Linked DNA regions of Ovis aries: region 1 is linked to region 2. The links are chromatin contacts, called in public Hi-C maps. All regions are on one chromosome and are shown on one strand. The core of a region is the stretch at or near the end of the contact, and the rest is flanking DNA. Distances in the headings are between cores, read along the strand shown.

What was found. A called contact is a pair of places that touch in the nucleus more often than the background predicts.
Region 1: a Hi-C map of hypothalamus shows a contact between it and region 2, with 2.3 times the contacts expected there. The contact joins the enhancer-like site here to the promoter of TIGD3 in region 2. A contact is called at or near these places in 8 of 16 Hi-C or Micro-C datasets (hypothalamus, liver, mesenteric adipose tissue and 4 more).

Annotation. Positions count from the first base shown.
Region 1 is chr21:40,049,163-40,052,692 of ARS-UI_Ramb_v3.0, forward strand. No RefSeq gene overlaps it. Among named protein-coding and RNA genes, the nearest start is that of TRNAE-UUC, 3.6 kb to the right of the region's middle. Within about 2 kb of position 1,304, at least 39 of the 54 cell types and tissues checked have an H3K27ac peak or open chromatin away from gene starts, as enhancers often do. A contact at or near this core is called in hypothalamus, liver and muscle, where this site is marked.
Region 2 is chr21:39,998,767-40,002,155 of ARS-UI_Ramb_v3.0, forward strand. TIGD3 (tigger transposable element derived 3) reads left to right here and starts at 1,308. Exons shown (of 2, transcript XM_004023478.6): 1 at 1,308-1,517; 2 at 2,451-3,389. The coding sequence starts at 2,467.

The sequences.
Region 1 (3,530 bases), core at 54-2,553, 50 kb after region 2:
AAAACTAAAGGCTGACACTGTTTCCACTGTTTCCCCTCTATTTCCCATGAACTGATGGGACCAGACACCATGATCTTCGTTTTCTGAATGTTGAGCTTTAAACCAACTTTTTCACTCTCCACTTTCACTTTCATCAAGAGGCTTTTTAGTTCCTCTTCACTTTCTGCCATAAGGGTGGTGTCATCTGCATATCTGAGGTTATTGATATTTCTCCCGGCAGTCTTGATTCCAGCTTGTGTTTCTTCCAGTCCAACATTTCTCATAATGTACTCTGCATATAAGTTAAATAAGCAGGGTGACAATATACAGCCTTGATGTACTCCTTTAAGGAGAATAAATCTATTTCCTGGGCTCAGTGGCCCCCTCCTCCATCCCTAAAGCCAGTGAAGGCCAGTGGGGTCCTCACAGCACTGCTCTCTTCCTTTTCTCTCCATGTTTCTCTCTGGCTCTTCTGCCTTCCTCTTCCTCACGATTACACTGGGCCAAGGCTGATAATCAGTCCTGAATATTCATTGGAAGGACTGATGCTGAAGCTGAAACTAGAACACTTTGACCACCTGATGGGAAGAACTGATTCATTGGAAAAGACCCTGATGTGGGAAAGATTGAAGGCGGGAGAAGAGGACGACAGAGGATGAGATGGTTGGATGGCATCACCAACTGGATGGACATGAGTCTGAGCAAGCGCCAGGAGTTGGTGATGGACAGGGAAGCCTGGTGTGCTGTGGTCCATAGGGTCACAAAAGAGCCGGACACGACTGAGCGACTGAACTTAAGGCGGATAATCTAGGATAATTTCCCTATTAAAGTCTGAAAGTGAAAGTGAAGTCGCTCAGTCGTGTCCGACTCTTTGCGACCCCATGGACAGTAGCCTGCACCAGGCTCCTCCATCCATGCGATTTCTAGGCAAGAGTACTGAAGTGGGTTGCCATTTCCTTCTCCAGGGAATCTTCCCGACCCAGGGATCGAACCCCAGTCTCCCGCATTGTAGGCAGACGCTTTACCATCTGAGCCACCAGGGAAGTCCATCTATTAAAGTCTACTGATTAGCAATTTGAATTTCCCTTCGCCATGTAACCTAACATTCACAGGCTCTGGGGTTAGGATGCAGACATCCTGGGGGTCCTTATTCTGTCTACCACGCCATCCTTCCTGCCACAGAACCTCACTCACTGCTTTGTGCTGCACGCGGCAATGGATTTGCCTCCTCTCAGCGGGCTCCGACCAGACCTCCTTAGGCGGTCGCCAGGGGAGCTGGAGCGGCTGCCTGTAGGTTGCAGGTCCGGCTGTGGCCAGCAGGGAGCAGTTGAGCCCGCCCTTTCCTCTCCAGCTCAGCGGCAGAGGCGGAGCCCACACTTCCTGCCCGGATCCTACGCAGCCCGCAGCCCGGAACTCGGCCTGCTGCTTCTCAGGGGGACCGCCTGGCTTCTGACCGCCGCCACCTTCTTCTGGTCCACGATCAGGGGTTCTGGGCCTTCAAGAGCACCAGATACAGGGTTTCTCCCTCCGGTCCCCAGTTGGTGTTCAGTTCAGTCGCTCAGTCGTGTCCCACTCTGTGACTCCATGGACTGCAGCACACCAGGCCTGCCTGTCCATCACCAACTCCTGGAGTTCACTCAGACTCACGTCCATCGAGTCAGTGATGCCATCCAACCATCTCATCCTCTGTCGTCCCCTTCTCCCGCCTTCAATCTTTCCCAGCATCAGGGTCTTTTCAGATGAGTCAGCTCTTCGGATCAGGTGGCCAAAGTATTGGAGTTTCAGCTTCAACATCAGTCCTTCCAATGAACACTCAGGACTGATCTTCTTAAGGTTGGACTGGTTGGACTCCTTACAGTCCGAGGGACTCTCAAGAGTCTTCCCCAACACCACAGTTCAAAAGCATCACTCTTCGGCACTCAGCCTTCTGTATGGTCCCACTCTCACATCCATACATGACCACTAGAAAAACCATAGCCTTGACTAGACGGACCTTTGTTGGTAAAGTAATGTCTCTGCTTGCTTCTTAATATGCTGTCTAGGTTGGTGAGGGACCACATATTTCAAAGATCAGGATCTACATCCCAAGAACAGATTCTGCTTTGGGAGTGTGTGTGTGTGTGTGTGTGATGAAAACAGATTCTGCTTTAGGATTGTGTGTGTGTGTGGAATGAAAACAGAGTCAAAATATTTAAAACCATGGAATCCAGGAAGTGGGGTGGGCACACTCGGGGTCTGCTCACGTCTGCCCTGCTCTCGTCAGCCCTGCTCCCATGCCTGGGGACTGTCCCAGGCCCCAGCCCTCCCCCCATGCCGCTTCCCGGCAGTCCCGCCCATCTCTCAGCACCTCCCTTCCCCCACCCGTACTCTGCCCTCAGCTATTTTGAGCTACTTGTCTTAGGTATAATTTGCAAGCGGGAGAATAATAATAGCTCCTGCTCTTCCCAGGACCTCTGTGTCCCCTGCCTCTTTGACCTTGGCATTTGGGGAGGAGGAGGAAGTGGTAATAGCTGACTCTCTGGGTCAGTAAGCAGAGGCTTCGCTCCCAGCATCAAGGTCAGCAGCCTCCAGGGGCAGATGGACCATTTGGAGAGGTTCCTCTGGCAACCCACTCCAGTACTCTTGCCTGGAAAATCCCATGGACAGAGGAGCCTGGTAGGCTGCAGTCCACCGGGTCTCTAAGAGTCGGGCACGACTGAGTAACTTCACTTTCTCTTTTCACTTTCATGCATTGGAGAAGGAAATGGCAACCCACTCCAGTATTCTTGCCTGGAGAATCCCAGGGACGGGGAGCCTGATGGGCTGCTATGGCGTCGCACAGTCGGACACGACTGAAGCCACTTAGCAGCAGCAGCAGCAGCTCTGCCCAGAGGCAGCTCCCGCACCACACACGCCTTTCTCTGTCTCACCCTCTCTCTCCGATGCCACTCAGGCGCCAAAGGCAGTCGGAACAGAAACGTCCTCCTTCAGAGGGTCAAGGAGAGTCTGAACAACCAGTGCTCCAGCGGGGTCACTAAGGGGGTGAGACAGGCTCAGGTCCGAAGATGGTCCCATCTGCAGGGATGCAGCCTAAGCGAGCTCTGGCAGTGGGGGCTGCAGGTGGGCCTGGGAGAGGCGGAGGGGGCTGTGCAGACCCAGACATGGGAGGTGGTGGGTGTCGGCACCGTGCCAGCCCCTCACCCACAGGTGGACGCCTGGTGGGTGGGGCTTGGCGTGAGTCTGGCACGGTGGACACAGGCCAAAGGGTGGAAGGAGGCTACAAAAGCTGGGACTGACTTAGTCTCGTCAACTAAAAATGATGCACAACTTGGGAGCTGCGAGTTCAGTTTTATTTGGGGCAAAATGAGGACTGCAGCCCGGGAGGCAGCACCTCAGACAGCTGTGAGAGACTGCAAAAGAGGCAACGTGTGTGTGCGTGGTGCGTGCGTGCGTGCGTGTTAGTCGCTCAGTCATGTCCGACTCTTTGCAACCCCATGGACTATAACCCTCCAGGCTCCTCTGTCCATGGGATTCTCCAGGTAAGAATACTGGAGTGGGTTGCCATTTCCTTC
Region 2 (3,389 bases), core at 58-2,557:
GGCTCATACCTAGACTCTCCATCACCTGAAAGAATACCCTTATTATCTGTGTAACCCAATAGAGTCATAAATTTTATTATGCTTATTGGGGTATGACCACAGGCCTGTTGATAATTCTCCACTGTTAACCATGTAGGCTTAAGGCATATGAATCACGGGTTAACTTTGTATCTTTCTTTTCCTTTGTTCAGACTAGTTTCAGGGAATTTGGTGAGGTGGGTTTGGGCAGATATACTTAGGGTATTGTAGCCACGCATTCCGGGAAACAAACTCACTCAGAAGGACAATGCAGATAGTGGAGGGCAGTTTATTGCACCGGCGGGCCCAAGGCAGAGTCTCCTCTTAGCCAAGGACCCTGACCAGTTTTTGTGAAAACCTTAAATACCCTAAGTGTACGTGCCCAAACCCACTTCCCCAAATTCCCTGAAACTAGTCTGAACAAAGGAAAAGAAAGATACAATCAAAGTTAACCCGTGATTCATATGCCTTAAGCCTAGGTAGTTAACAGTGGACAATTATCAATAGGCCTGTGGTCATACCCCAATAAGCATAATAAAATTTATGATTCCATTAGATTATACAGATAATTAGGGTATTCTTTCAGGCGGCAGAGAGTCTAGGTATGAGCCCTGGGGCTCTTCCATCTGAGGGGTCTGGTTTTCTAGTTGGTATGTCGTTTCCATAGATACTGGGCATAGAGCTCAAAGTCCACAGTCCAGCCCAAGATGGAGTCCTGCTTTCAAGATGAAGCCTGTTCTGTTTCCTCCTTCACAGATATATAAGGTTTTCACAAAAACAGGTCGGGGTCCTTGGGTAAGAGGAGACTCTGCCTTGGGCCAGCTGGTGTAATAACCTGCACTCCACTATCTGCATTGTCCTTCTGAGTGAGTTTGTTTCCCAGAACGCGTGGATACAACAGTCTGTTGTACCTTGGCTGACCGACCTGAGGTCAGTGCTGTCCATGGTAACATCTTTTGTGTGGCTTATAACTTGCTTCTATTTTTTAAAGATCACTGGGTGAGAGGAACGAGATCTGTTTGGTAGATGAGGAAGCTGCCTAGGGTCACGGCCAGGAAGACGTCCTGCGTCCACGCTGCCGAGTCCTGTCAGGCTCTGAGGGCCGGGTCCTCTGAGGCTGGCGGCGCATCCAGGACTCCCGCCGCGACCAGTCTCCGCCTCGCCACCCCTTCTTGCAGAAAGCTCCGTCCCCCCGGGGACCTGACGACCCGCCACTTTCTCAATGTCCAATGAGACTTAGCCGGGGGCGGGACCGAGTCCACCGGAGGCCAATCTAATTGGTTCGGGGCGGGGCTGCGGCGGGTGGGAGCTGAGCGGCGGACCGCGGTCTTCCCAGCCTGGAGAGACCCCCGCGCGGGCTGCGCGCAAAGGGTGCGCGCGCCCGCCGCCCGCGCAGTCCCTCTGTCCGCTCGGCGCGTCCCTCTCCTGCTCTCCGGTAGCCGCCGGGAGAGGGGCTCGAGAGTCCGGCCCTAGCCAGGGCCGCGGGACGAGCGCCTGAGGTGGGTGCGGAGCGGAAGGGCTGGAAGCAGGGAGGCGGGGAGGCCGGGCAGGCAGATGACTGGGTCCGCCCTGACGATGGACTCCGGGTCACCAGAGGGAGAGGCCGGCCGAGTTGCGGAGCCCGACTCCTGGCCTGCCTGGGTCCCGGACGCTTGTTCCCCCGCCCTCCCAGGCCACAAGCCTCTCCGCCGAGGACAACCCGCCCCTCTCGCTGCCCGCGGCCTCCTAACCCCTCCTGCCCTTTGTCGCCTGTGCACCTGCCTTTCGGCCTTGTGCTCCCACCCACCCCCTCTCCAGCCCGGACCCCGGCCCAGCCTTTCCTGCTCAGGACCCAGCCCCAAATTAGACTTGCTTCTTCAGCCCCTAGTCCGTCCCTCTTTGTCGTCTGTACACCTGTCCCCCCAACTCTGTTCATTCACTCCACCACCCTGCCCCCAACATTTTCATCTAAATTCAGCCTAGGCCCACCGCCCCTCCCCATCCTGGGGATTCCTCCCGCCCGCTCTGATTATCCCGTACACCTGCCCGCCTCGGCCCCAGCCCCCTGTCCTCCCCCGTCCACGCTCCTTTGTTGTGTCTGCAGCTGTCCCCTCGGCTCTATTCATCCTTCTCCCGCAGACCCCTTTCTCCCTCTGACCAGGGGGCCACCCCCTCCAGGCTCCATTCTGTCATTCTTCCCATCAGTGCCCGGCCCACTGCCCACCCAGCCTGGCCTCTTCCCTTCCTTTCAGCCCAGCCTTCTCACTTCCTACCCAGGGTACCCTCACCCTCTCCCAGCTGGTCCAGCCTTCCCTGGACTGCCCCCCCCACCCCGCCCCTCCACACCAACCTGTCTCCCTGCCCCATATACTCTCTTTTCCTTGCTGCGCTCCTCTCCTAACCCGCGTGGCCTCCACCGTCGGTCCCCTGCTCACCCTTTCCTCCCCGCCCAGGTGCCGCTGAGAGGCCATGGAGCTGTGTGGCAAGAAGAAGCTTCATGCCCTGTCCCTGGCTGAGAAGATCCAGGTGCTGGAACTCCTGGATGAGTCCAAGATGTCCCAGTCGGAGGTGGCCCGGCGCTTCCAGGTCTCCCAGCCTCAGATCTCCCGCATCTGCAAGAATAAAGAGAAGCTGCTGGCGGACTGGTGCAGCGGCACGGCCAACCGGGAGCGCAAGCGCAAGCGGGAGTCCAAGTACAGCGGCATCGACGAGGCTCTGCTCTGCTGGTACCACATTGCCCGGGCCAAGGCCTGGGACGTGACGGGGCCCATGCTGCTCCACAAAGCCAAGGAGCTGGCCGACATCCTGGGCCAGGACTTTGTGCCCAGCATCGGCTGGCTGGTCCGCTGGAAACGCCGAAACAACGTGGGCTTCGGGGCCCGCCACATATTGGCACCTCCGTTCCCCCCTGAGCCGCCTCCCCCAGCTCCCACTCCCCAGGCCCAGCTGCCTCTTTCTCTTAAAGATTTCTCCCCAGAGGACATTTTTGGCTGTGTTGAAGTGCCCTTGCTGTATCGGGCAGTGCCCGGCAGAGTGGGTACGTGTGATCGGGTGCAGGTGCTGCTGTGTGCCAACAGCAGGGGCACAGAGAAACGGCGGCTGTTGGTCAGTGGGCCCCAGGCTGCCCCACGATGCTTCTTTGGGGTCAGCAGCGAGGCCCTGCCTGCCTCCTACCACCCTGACCTGGCCATCCCCTGGTCGGAGTGGTTGTCACAGTTCGATCGGGACATGGGGCGGCAGGGCCGGCAGGTGGCCTTGCTGATGGCTGCCCGAGTGGTGGAGGAGGTGGCAGGCCTGCCTGGGCTCTGCCACGTGAGGCTCTTGCCTCTGTCTGCTGCGAACCCCACACCGCCCCTGCCCAGCTCCGTGGTCCGGGCGTTTAAGGCCCATTA